Linked DNA regions of Gossypium hirsutum: region 2 is linked to region 1. A link is a contact called in public Hi-C data. All regions are on one chromosome and are shown on one strand. Each heading gives the region's core, a stretch centred on a gene start, on an enhancer-like site or on the middle of the called end of the contact. The rest is flanking DNA. Distances are from core to core; before and after follow the strand shown. Region 1 holds the start of LOC107887593 (pentatricopeptide repeat-containing protein At5g61990, mitochondrial-like). Region 2 holds the start of LOC107886207 (transcription factor ICE1).

Region 1 (6,261 bases), core at 2,012-4,511:
CGTTGAGTAACCCTACAAGACATTTAATAGATCATACCTCTATTTGCTAATCCCCTATAAATGGATTAGTTCCTCATGGTTTTCATGAACAATATAAATTTGATATAAAGAATAAGCATGATAAACGAATTGAAAGTATAGAGTTTAAGGAAATGCCTGATTTGTATTAAAGATGAATATGAATCCACAAGTTTGACCATCTTCCACAAAGCGGATCTCTCGAGATAAAAAAGAACAACTTGAAAATAAATCTAAAACCTAAAAAGAAAGAAAAACTAAACTGAAATTAAAAGCAGAATTTTAAACTAAGTAATATGTGTCCATAACATATGAAAAATGAGCCTATTTATAGATTTCAGGTGGTCGTCATCATCCTTAACCCTAGGTTAGTTGACATTTCTAAGCTTTAAGTTTGATTGTGCCGACCAAAACGCCCTCTGGCTCGTGTTAGTTTTCGTCCAGAACCGATGTAGTGACATAAGGGTTAGTATACTCATCGTGGGATATCTTCAAGGGTATGTCGTGACACCTTTAGTCTATGTCGCGAAAACGAAGGCAACTTCGTGATTTCTTCAAGGGTATGTCATGTCATTCCGCGTTGCGACGTAGTGACCAACATCTATTTACTACACCTTTTAATGGTCTTCTGCACACTTACACAGTTCACTAGCTCCTCCTTAAGCCTCATTCGGCCCCTAAGGTTAATGAAAGACTCAATTTGTACATTTTATTAACTTTAAGAAATCTTGCAAAAACATAATTAAAACCTTATGAAAATGCTTGCTTTCAAGCTCTTAAAGAGCGAAAATTAGTTTAATATGTTATACTAAATTACGACAAATCAGAGTGTTGTTTTGATGGTAGTAGATCATCTCACAAAATATGCCCATTTTATGGCCCTATCCCATCCCTATACTTCTAGGACTATAGCTCAACTGTTCATGGAAAATGTGTACAAGCTACATGGGATGCCTGACTCCATTATATCTAATAGGGACAAGCTATTTGTTAGTAATTTCTAGCAGGATTTGTTCAAACGAGTGGGAACTAAACTTCACCTATCCACTACTTACTATCCTGAGACTGATAGGTAAACAGAAGTACTGAATGGGTGTCTTGAAGGCTATCTGAGATGCATGTCGGGGGAGAGACCACAGGACTAGGTAAGTTGGCTTCCCTTAGCTGAGTGGTGGTATAATTCCACATTCCACTTAGCCATTCAAAATACAATTTATGAGACACTACATGGCCAGACACCTCCTCATCATACAACATAATTAGCTGGGACATGACTGGTGGCTGTTGTAGATAGAATTTTGCATCATCGTAAGGCTATAAGACAACTGTTAGAATTCTATCTGAAGAGAGCACAAGATAGAATAAAGCAACAAGCTTATAGACACAAAACAGGCAGACATATTGAAATTGGGGATTGGGTTTATTTGAAGCTTCAACCTTACAGACAGTATTCTATGGAAGGTTACTTAACCAAAAATTAGCTCCCAAGTATTTTGGGTCATACATGGTGGAAGGTAAGATCAAAAGGTAGCATACAAGATGTAGCTGCCCCCAAGGATCTAGAATTCACCCTACTTTTCATGTTTCATAACTTAAGAAACATGTTGGAGCTGCTCATGTATAAGTGTCTCTGCCAGTAGTGGACAACCAAGGATTTTGGGCCAAAAAGCCTATTCGAATTTTAGATAGAAGGATGGTGAAGAGTGGGAATGTGGCCACAACTGAAGTTTTGGTTGAATGGGTGAATTCATTTCCAGAGGATGCCACATGGGAATCCTTGGTGCAGCTGAAGGATGCTTACCTTCATATAGATCCTAGAGGACAAGGATCTTCTTCAAGGAGAGAGTAGTTGTTATGGGTAGTTGGGCCGAGAGCAGGTTGTAAAAACGGTGTGCATCAGGTTAAATAAAATGAAATGTTTCATAGAAACAATCGTACAATTTGTTTTGTTTGTTTTTCTGTTATTTCGACTGTTAGACAATTCAATTGTTTTTCCTATATATCAGCATGTAATTGACAGTATTGGATATGAAAATTGAAAACTATCAACACACCTTTCTAATATGCATTGTTCTCTCCCCTATTTTCTATTCTTCTATTCTCTTCTCTTCTCTTTCTCGGATTTTTTATTTCGTTCTTAACAAATTTATCTTGGTTGAGAAAGTAAGGTCAGGAGATAAGCAAGTATCAATCAACCGATTAGTTAATTAGAGGCCGAGAGGTAATAATTAGTTAATCGGTAGCTAATCAACCTTAAAACCCTAATTCGAAGTTAGTTACAAACCTTGAAGCGAGTTAATCTTCCTGATTGGTTTATTGATTAAGTCGTTTGTTTATTTTTCTTGTTTATTCATTTTAGTTAATTAAATTATCTCTTTAATCTATTTTATGATTTATCGTAATATAGGAATTAATTACTACTACTTAGACTTATTACTGTAAAAATATTTTCATAATTTACTCCATCCTCCCTTAGGTACGATTCTTATAATACTTTCAAGTATTTCATTTTACTAACTATATTACAATTCAATTTGTGCAATTGCGAACACTGCCGTTCTAAATTCTTATATATTTTTTGTGTTATATTTTATTACTCTAAACGACAACTCATTTATAAGCGACAAAAATTTAAAATATTAATTCATCTCTCTCTTTATATTTTCGTACCTAACAAAAACAATACTCTTGATTTTTATAGATTAAATTAGTTCTGTCAATTATAACACTAAACATTTTTTAAAAAAAAGTAAAAAACTTAACTTTATTTAGTTTATATTAATTATTAACATAGCTTTAAATTTTTTTAAAAATTAATTTTTTTTAATGTTCTCTATGTTGGTTTTATAGTTCATGTTTAAAGTTTATAGTTCACTCCCAAAAATATTCTCTTTAATGTCTGGATTTTTTTCATTGAAAATACAAAATATCTTACCATAACGCTTAATAATTTTATATTATTTTTTATATTTAGTTTAATTAATTTTAAAGTTCAATAAATTAATTAAAATTACCTTAAAATAAATTATTTAAAATTTTATATTTAAAATTTCTTAATTTTAACATAAACTAATATAATTTGAAGTTTACTTTTAGATATTTATAAATTTAAAATTAAAATGCTGAGGTGTTCGATTTCGTTGACTGAAAAGCTTAAACCGGGATTTTAATTAGAGTACAAATACATGGGCCAAACAGCCTAGAAAAGTGAAGCCAAAAGCCCACCAAAGTGTGCTGTAAACGTTCCCCTTCCTCGCTGATTCTTTTATCTTTTTCTGTTTTTCGCAGACTAAAAGCGTCTCCATTTTTTCACCTTGAAAATCCTTCAAAACAATGCGTTTATCTTCAAAGCAAACGGTCTATTGTTTCACGAAATCAAGGCTCTCTCGTCTCAAATCGGCTTCCCTTTGTACATCAGCTTCAAATGACGCCGAAGCCGTGGAAATCGCTTCTATCCTCAGTAAAAATGACTGGAAACGACTTCTTGAAACATCATCAGAATTGACAAGCAAGCTGAACCCAGAAATAGTTCACTCCGTTCTTCTCCAAAACTCGATTCATGATCCCGAACGCCTTTTCAGTTTCTTCAACTGGGCAAGTCAGCAATCCCCGAACCCTCAAAATTTGGATTCTTTTTCTTTTCTAGCAGTTACTTTATGTAATTCGAAGATGTTTCGTAAAGCCACTATTGTTTTAGACAGCATGGTTAGGACTAGAAGGCCCGTTCAGGCCATTTTGGGTTCAATTATTAGGTGCTGGAAGGGCTATGAAGGGAATTATGTCGGGGTTTTCGATATTTTGATTGGTTGTTATAAGAAAATGGGTTCTTGGAACGATGCTGTTTATGTTTTTTTGGGTGCTAAAGAAGTTGGGGTTTTGCCTGGTTTGGCTTGTTGTAATAACTTTTTAGGTGATTTGCTTAAGGTAAATAAGTTGGATTTGTTTTGGAAGGTTTTCAATGGGATGATAGATGCTAAATTGGTGCCTGATGTTTATACTTTTACCAATGTGATTAATGCTCATTGTCGAGTAGGGGATATTGAGAAGGCAAAAAGGGTGTTTATGGATATGGAGGAGAAGGGATGTAGCCCTGGTTTGGTTACTTATAATGTTATGATTGGTGGACTGTGTAAAGCTGGTGCTGTTGATGAAGCATTGAAGTTGAAAAACTCCATGAGTCGGAAGGGTTTCAACCCTGATGCATATACTTACAATACGGTTATTAATGGGTTTTGTAGGCATAACAGATTTCAGGAAGCAAAATTGATGATGGAGGAAATGCGTTGTGCAGGCTTAAATCCTAACCATTTTGCTTACACAGCTTTGATTGATGGGTTCATTAAACGGGGGAGCATGGCCGAGGCTTTCCAAGTCAAGGATGAGATGGTTGCTTGTGGAATTAAACCGAATGTGTTCACGTATAATGTGCTTATTGGTGGGGCTTCTAAGGCTGGTGACTTGGAGAAAGGAAAAGCTCTGTTCGATGAGATGGTTTTGATTGGCATCGGACCTGATGCACAAACATTTAGTCTTATGATCCAGAGTTATTGTCGACAAGGGAATTTTCTCAAGGCCCATGAATTGTTTGAAGAGATGAAGGAACACAACTTGACACCCACGATGTACACTTATAATGGTATAATTAGTGGATTATGTCACTGTGGAGATCTTGGTCGAGCTAATTATGTTTTTGAGGCAATGATTAAGGTAGGGTTGAAGCCCAACGTTGTTATGTATACAAATCTGATAAAAGGTCATATTCAGAAAAGTAGATTCAAGGAAGCAAGAAAGATTCTCAACAGAATGATGGAGAATGGACAAATGGCTGATATCTTTTGTTGCAATACTCTTTTAAGTGGCTTATGTAAGTCCCAAATGATGGACGAAGCAAGGAGCTTCTTAGTCGAAATGGTTGACAGGGGGTTGAAGCCTAATGAAATTACCTATGGGACTTTAATCCATGGATATGCTAAGGCCGGGGAAATGGAGGCAGTAGAAAGGTGTTTCAGAGAGATGCGTAGTTATGGTATAGCTCCAAATAATGCTATCTATACTATATTGATTAATAGCCTTTGCAAAGTGGGAAATGTAACCGAGGCTCTGTCGACATTTAGGCACATGTCTGAAAAAGGTGTGCTCCCAGACATAAAGACTTACACTGCACTCATCCACGGCCTTGCAGCAAATGGTAGAATTAATGATGCAATGCAACTGTTCTCTCAACTTGATGAAAAGGGTATAGTGCCTGATGTATTCACTTATACTTCTCTCATTTCTGTCTTTTCTAAGCTTGGTGATATGGAGGCTGCTCTCAACCTTTATGATAAGATGTGTCAAAAGGGCATTGCTCCTAATATTGTTACATATAATGCAATGATTGATGGTCTGTGTAAGTTAGGTGACACCGAGAAAGCTAGGAGGGTGTTTAATGAAATCGCACAGAGAGGCTTGGCACCTAATGTCAAGAGTTATTCTATAATTATAGATGGATATTGCAAATCTGGAAATTTAACTGAGGCATTTCAGTTACTGGATAAAATGCCCTCAAAGGGTGTTCCACCTGATAGTTTTACTTATTGTGCCCTTATTGACGGATGCTGTAAAGGAGGAGAATTGGACAAGGCGCTCTCTTTGTTTTCTGAAATGTTGCAGAAGGGTTTTGATCCCACCTCTTCTTTCAATGCATTGATCAATGGGTTATGCAAGACGGGGAAACCAAATGAAGCTATGAGGCTGTTAGAAGACATGGCCAGTAACTGTATTACACCAAACCATAGAACCTATACAATCCTAATTGATTATCACAGCAAGGCAGGAAGGATGGAAGAAGCCGAAATTCTCTTTTTGGAGATGCAAAGGAGGAATCTGGTTCCGAATGTTGTAACTTACAACTTGCTTTTACATGGTTACTACAGATTAGGGAGGAAAGCAGAGATGTTTGATCTTTTCGAGTCCATGGCTGCAAAAGGGGTTGAACCTGATGAAATTATTTATCGTCTTATTGCTAATGCTTACTTGGAAGAAAATAGTTTGATTGGAATGTTGAAGCTGTTGGATGAAATTCTAGTGAAGGATGTTGTGTTCGATAAAAATCCCACTTTTCTGCTGCTGGACGCTGTATGCAAAAGAGAGGAGTTTTCGGAAGTTCCAAAGTCACTTGAAGAAATGGCAGAACAAGGACTTAAGCTCAGTCCAATTACATGTCACAAGCTTGTTCATGGTTTTCATGATAAGGGAAATCCA
Region 2 (6,261 bases), core at 2,627-5,126, 180 kb before region 1:
TTTCACTCTTAAACAACTCAAGTTACTTTTGATGATCATCATGAACTTTAGAAACTAAATTATGCAAGTCACAATTCTTTTTCTCAAAATCATTTATAATAGCTTGCATATCATTTATTTTACTTTCAAGTTCATGATTGACTTTGGAGAGTGAATTATTTTCATCTTTTAATTATTTTCATCTTTTAGTTTCGAAATAGTTTTCCTATATTTTGAAACCATTAATTCAAACTGCAAGCCTAATTCATCATAGGCATCTTACAACTCATCAAAAGAATAAGTATTTGAAGCACATGAGTTAGAAGCTACCTTAAAATCATTGATAACCATAAGGCATAGGTTGGCTACTTCTTGATCTTCATCATCGGAGGAACCTGATCACTCCAAGTAGCAACATTAGCTTTAAGCTTTGTTTGTTTGATCCCTTCTTCTTCCATTGAGGACAATCAAACTTGATGTGTCTCATTTTTTTTCACTCATAACAAATAATGTGATCTTCCTCCTTGGTATAACTTCTTCCTTTATTAGATTTTATGAACCTCTTGAATCTTCTAGCAAACATTTCCATCTCTTTGTCTTTATCCATCTCTTCACTTGATTTGCTATCTTCATTTATGGTGAATTTTAGAGTAATACCAACCTTCTTCTTCACAACCTTTTCTTCTTCAGCCCCTTCATTGAGTCTCATCTCATATGTAAGCAAAGAACCACTGAGTTCATCCAAAGTAAATGTTCTAAATTTTTGTTTCTTCAATTACAGTCACTTTGGCTTCCCATGATTTAGGTAAGCTTCGAAGCATCTTCCTTACCACCTATTCATTTGGATAAATCTTTCCATAAGACTTCAATCCATTTATGATGATTATGAATCGATCGGATATCTCATTAATATCCTCTTTGGGCTTCATCTTGAAAGTTTCGTAGATGAGTTTAAGAATTCAGGCTTTAGACTTCTTCACTTGGATAGTGCCTTCATGGGTGAATTCAAGCTTCTATCATATCTCTTTGGTATTTGAACAAGGCAAAACTCTACTATACTCATATAGACCAAGTGCACAAAATAAAATGTGCATTGCCTTTGGCATTAAGTCTAATGTTTCTCCTATCTTCCTCATTTCATTCATTCTTGTTTTTTAGAACTAAAAACTCTCCTTCTTATTTGAATGAAATTGAAGGATCATCCATAATAATATCCTAAACGGCAATATTATTTGTTTGGATGAACAACATCATCCTTATCTACCAATAGGAATAGTTAACACTACTGAGATAAGAAGGTTTGGAAATAGATTGAGACTTACCAAGAAAATTGACCTAGAAGTAAATGTCATTGTTATAGAATGAGTTGATAATCGTTTTAGCTTCTCTGAGGATCTTCTGTTGGTTGTTAAACAGTCTTTAGAGACTAGCTTTGATACTAATTTTTAGCTCGATAATTCAACTCGAAATCACCAAGAGGGAAGGAGAATTGACCTTTAAGAAAAATGGTGGAAGAAATGAAAGAATATGAAACAATGAACACAAGAATTTAAAGGGGTTCAGCCCCAATTGCCTACTCCACTACCTTAGCTTTCCACAATTAAGGATTTTCCTAAATTTAATAATTTGATAACCTTTGAGGATAAGATTTAACCTTACAATCTACTTTAAGATTTCTACCTAAAGTTTTAAGATTGCAACTCCTTTAAGGTTTCTACCCAAACCTTAAGATTGTAACTCCCTCATGGCTTTTACCTAAACCTTAAGATACAACCCTCTTAAAAGATATAAAGAAGAAAACAAAGAAATGATCCTTAAAAGATCAAAATGTTTTCCAATAAAGCTCAAATAAATAATAATATGCTTGAGCTAAAAAATAACAATGAAAGCTCAGAAATGTGTACAAGAAAGGTATGAAGAATTAAGCAATAAGGTTTTTTTTATTGATCTTTAAGCTTGATGATCTCTCTTATTGTTGTAGGATATTTAGAAGCTGATATTTATACCCCATAATTGATTTCTAATTGTTGTGGTTGTTGGAGATATGAATAGAGTCGTTAGGGATGTGAAAAGTAGTGCATTTAATTCATATGTAACAACGAGTATTAGTACCAGCTAAAAAGGTATCAATAATTTTTGCATTTAATGCAAAGTTCAGTAGCTGTTGTAGCTAAAGATATCGATACCAATGAACTTTTATCGATACCATATAAAAAGTATCGATACTAGACCGATACTTAGCTAAATTGGTTGAAAACGGAATGTTAATTTGGTGTCGATTTTAGAATGGGTATCGATATTTTGAAAACTATAGATACTGATACTTTTTTGCCTAGAGAAATACTAACTTGTTTTAAAACAATTTTAACTTAATTGCAAATGTTTAACTCAACTAAAACTATTTTAACTTGATTTTATCATTTTACCAATTTTGTTTAATTTAACTTTTATTTAAAAATATTTTAATTTGTTATATCAAAACATATTATCAAATAAAGCTAGTTTAACATGTGAAAGCCTTTGATTTCCATTAACGTCGCCTCGTGGCACACTAAGGTTGTTCAATGTGGCAAAATTGAGTAATTTCCCTAAAAAAGGTTTAAAAAGCATAAAAATTTATAGAAATTATAAAAGAATTCTAAAATTATAAAAGAATTAGAACTTTGAAATTTTTTTAAAAATAGAATTTTTGAAAGTTATAAAATTATAAAAAATTTACAAATTTATAAAAATATTAAAAAATAATAGAAAATTATTAAAATTTTAGAATTTTTAAAAATTTTAAAAAATTACACCTAATTTTTTATAATTTTTCAAAAATTATTATAGAAAATTATAAAAATTATTAAAAAATATTTAAAAATTATGAAAATATAACAATTTTTTTTATGCAGCCATCTTTGAGTTTGGTCAACTTGTCAATATCATTAATATAAGCATAAGCTCCACAAGGGAACATGGTGTTCTCATTAGGGAGCCTGAACCTATCCTCTTTAACCTTAACCCAATTCTGGTTCTTTTTCTCGTTGGTTAATTCTTTATGTCACAAATTAGTGAACTATGCTGATTCTTTTTCATAATTTTATATAATTTTTAATAATTTTCTATTTTTAATATTGTTTGCAATTTTTATAAGTTTTTACATTTTTATATTATTTTAAATAAATTTTAATATATTTTTATAATTTTTCCTTTTTATAATTTTTTGAAATTCTAATTCTTTTACAAATTTTTTTTAAAAAAATTTATATTATTTTTTAGATAAATTTCCATATATTTTTAAAAATTCTATTTTTTTTGAAATTCTATTTTTTTATAAGTTTAAAATTTTTTATTATTTTTAAATATTTTAAATGAAAATTAGCATATTTCATCATGTGGCACAACCTTAACGTGCCATAGTGAAATTAACGGACTTAAGGGATTTATATTAAAATTAATTCGACCAAGGGCTCAATTGAGTGTTATTTTCAATTAAAATCTTAATTTACTATTAACTTATTTTACTTAGGCTTTTTTTATATATTAGGTTTAGAAACAACCCTATTATAAATTCACTAAATGTTCACATTAGAGCTTAGATTATTGTCAAATCTTTCAAAAAATAATCATGTAAGGGCTTAAACTTTAAGAAAGACATTTTTATTTACTTTATAATAAAAGTTATGCAAATATTGATGTATTTAAAATAAAACATATAAATTGAATTAAATATTATTTAAAAAATAAAAGTATAATTTAAAATCTATAAGATATTTGAATTTAAACTTTTTCTTTTTGAAAGGTTTATTTAACAAATTTTAGCCTAATTTTAGCCTAATTTGAGCATTTTGTGTGTTTTATATGAAGATTTTGGAAGTGACCTCTACAAAGTTACACCCAATTTCAATTCCTCAAACTTTATTACCTTTTTATTTATTTCACCACGTATCATTTAATCCTTCTAAAGTCGACAATTTGATTGTTTTTCTCTTTAGCTGATTCAATCAAAAAGCTTTCGCCATTTCTGCAACTCTCTCACTCTCTCTCTCTCTCTCTCAAAAGCTGCCCCATTCCCCCTCCCCCCACTATTTTAAATTCATAATCGCTCAACAAAAAACAAAGGTAGGTTTTGATTCTCTCTTTTCAAAGAAAACAAAGAAATTTTGGAGTCCTGCATAATCAAGAAGTTCTCCCGAAACCCATGCTTCCAAGGGTTAATGGCGGTGTTATTTGGATGGAAGATAAAGAAGATGAAGACTCAGCTTCATGGAACCGAACCAACTACAACAGCAACAATAATAATAACAACAATAACAGTGGTGTTATAATGGAGAACAAAGAAGATATGGGTACTTTTTCAACATTCAAATCCATGTTAGATGATGAATGGTACGTAGGAAACAACAGCATTTCAAGCCATCAAGATATTAGAGACCTTTCCTTTACTTCAAATCTTGGTGACCATCATAGAGATAATCTTTTGCTCCATCATCATTCTCTTCCTTCAGTGGATTCTTCATCTTCATGTTCACCATCTTCCTCCGTTTTCAACCATCTTAACCCATCTCAGGTGCAGTACTTTTGCCAACCAAAACCAAACTTATCTTCAATCCTTAATTTTGTTTCTAATAGCCCTTTAGACCATGGTTTTGATTTGAGTGAAATTGGGTTCCTTGACAACCAAGCAACAAATGGTATTAATTTGTTGAACAGGGGAAATGCTGGGGTTTTGGGTAGTTTAACTGATCTAGGTCATGATAATCATTTAGACCCTGCTAATTTGTGTCCTGAGGCTCAGTTTTCGAGTTCTCGGATAGCTCAGCTACCAGAAAATGGTGCCGGGTTTGCTGGTTTTCAAGGGTTTGATGAGAATCCTGGAAATGCTCTGTTTTTAAAGAGATCTAAGTTGTTAAGGCCACTAGAAAGTTGTCCTTCCGTTGGTGCACAACCTAATTTATTCCAAAAAAGAGCAGCTATGAGGAAGAATTCAACTGATAGTGGACCAAATTTCGGGGTGTTAGATGGAGGAAAGGTTAGTGTTTCAAGTGGTACTGGGGGAGATAAAGGGAAGAAAGAAATGGGTAAAGAAGAGAATGAGAAGAGGAAAATTAACAGCAGAGATGATGTAGAAGATGTGAGCATTGATGGGTCAGCTCTGAATTATGATTCAGATGAGTTTACTGAGAATACCAAGGTGGAGGAAACTCTTAAAAATGGGGGAAATACCATAAATGCAAACACTAGTGCTACTGGAGGAGACCAAAACCAAAAGGGTAAAAGGAAAGGGCTTCCTGCTAAGAATTTGATGGCTGAGAGGCGCCGTCGGAAGAAACTCAATGATAGGCTTTACATGTTGCGCTCTGTTGTTCCAAAGATTAGCAAAGTAAGAATTTTCTTTCAGACTTTCTTTTTTATCTTGTGAATTCAAGTATGAACTATTGTGTTCATTTTGATCCTCGGAAAAACATCAAATTTTCTTACTTTTTCTTATTTTGGTGTGTGTGTTTTTGTTTTCTGGGTGGCATTTTTGGATTATATGTGAGTCACTGGCAATCTTTTGTTTTTATGTGTTCTCAAAAAGCTGTGAGAAAGTTAGCATTAATTTCTCTCACATGGAGTCTGGTTGTGTGTTTCAAATTTCACCATAATTCTTTGGACCACATTTCAGTAACTTCTTTCAACTCATCCATAAGTAAAGTTCAATACTTGCAATCTTTTCTTATCATGTCTTTATACTTTTATATTTGAGCACCGTAAATAGTTACATTGTTGGTATTTTAGCAACAATATAAAACACTGAAAATATGAAAGAAAGATATATTGAAAGCACACAATAATCTGTTGTATTGTTAAGATTATATAGGCAAAAAAAAAAAAAAACAGAAGCCTGTTAAACTTACTCCTAAAATCATACCACAAACACTTAACTTACTCCTAAAATCATTTCACAAAAAATTAAAAATTAAAAAGCCCTAAAGACTTGGTCTACAGACCTATTATTAAGCAAGTCTAAGGCACATTCTCAGGCACATTCTCAACACACATCTTATGTGCTCTGTGTTTATATTTTTCTTCAAGTATCTATGTTTAGCTCGCCCACGAAGCCGACTCTCTAAATTCATGGAAACAACTTTAAAAAATTTGAATGTACCCCATACCCATGGGTTTGTCAAATGAAGAGTAGTTAAACTTCTAATCTAACTAACCTCGACGAAGGAGCATGTTACTTTACTTGCAAAAGAAGGGTTTTGGAAAGTTCATATTTTCTCATTTTTGCTTCTTAGAAATAGTATGATTTAC

Evidence for each region. A called contact is a pair of places that touch in the nucleus more often than the background predicts.
Region 2: a contact with region 1 is called in a Hi-C map of leaf, with 2.0 times the contacts expected there. The contact joins the promoter of LOC107886207 here to the promoter of LOC107887593 in region 1. A contact is called at or near these places in 9 of 34 Hi-C or Micro-C datasets (callus, fibers, leaf and 2 more).

Annotation. Positions count from the first base shown.
Region 1 is chrA03:13,474,579-13,480,839 of Gossypium_hirsutum_v2.1, reverse strand. It overlaps LOC107887593 (pentatricopeptide repeat-containing protein At5g61990, mitochondrial-like), which reads left to right and starts at 3,261. Exons shown (of 1, transcript NM_001326743.2): 1 at 3,261-6,261. The coding sequence starts at 3,352.
Region 2 is chrA03:13,650,395-13,656,655 of Gossypium_hirsutum_v2.1, reverse strand. It overlaps LOC107886207 (transcription factor ICE1), which reads left to right and starts at 3,876. Exons shown (of 5, transcript XR_005922700.1): 1 at 3,876-5,344.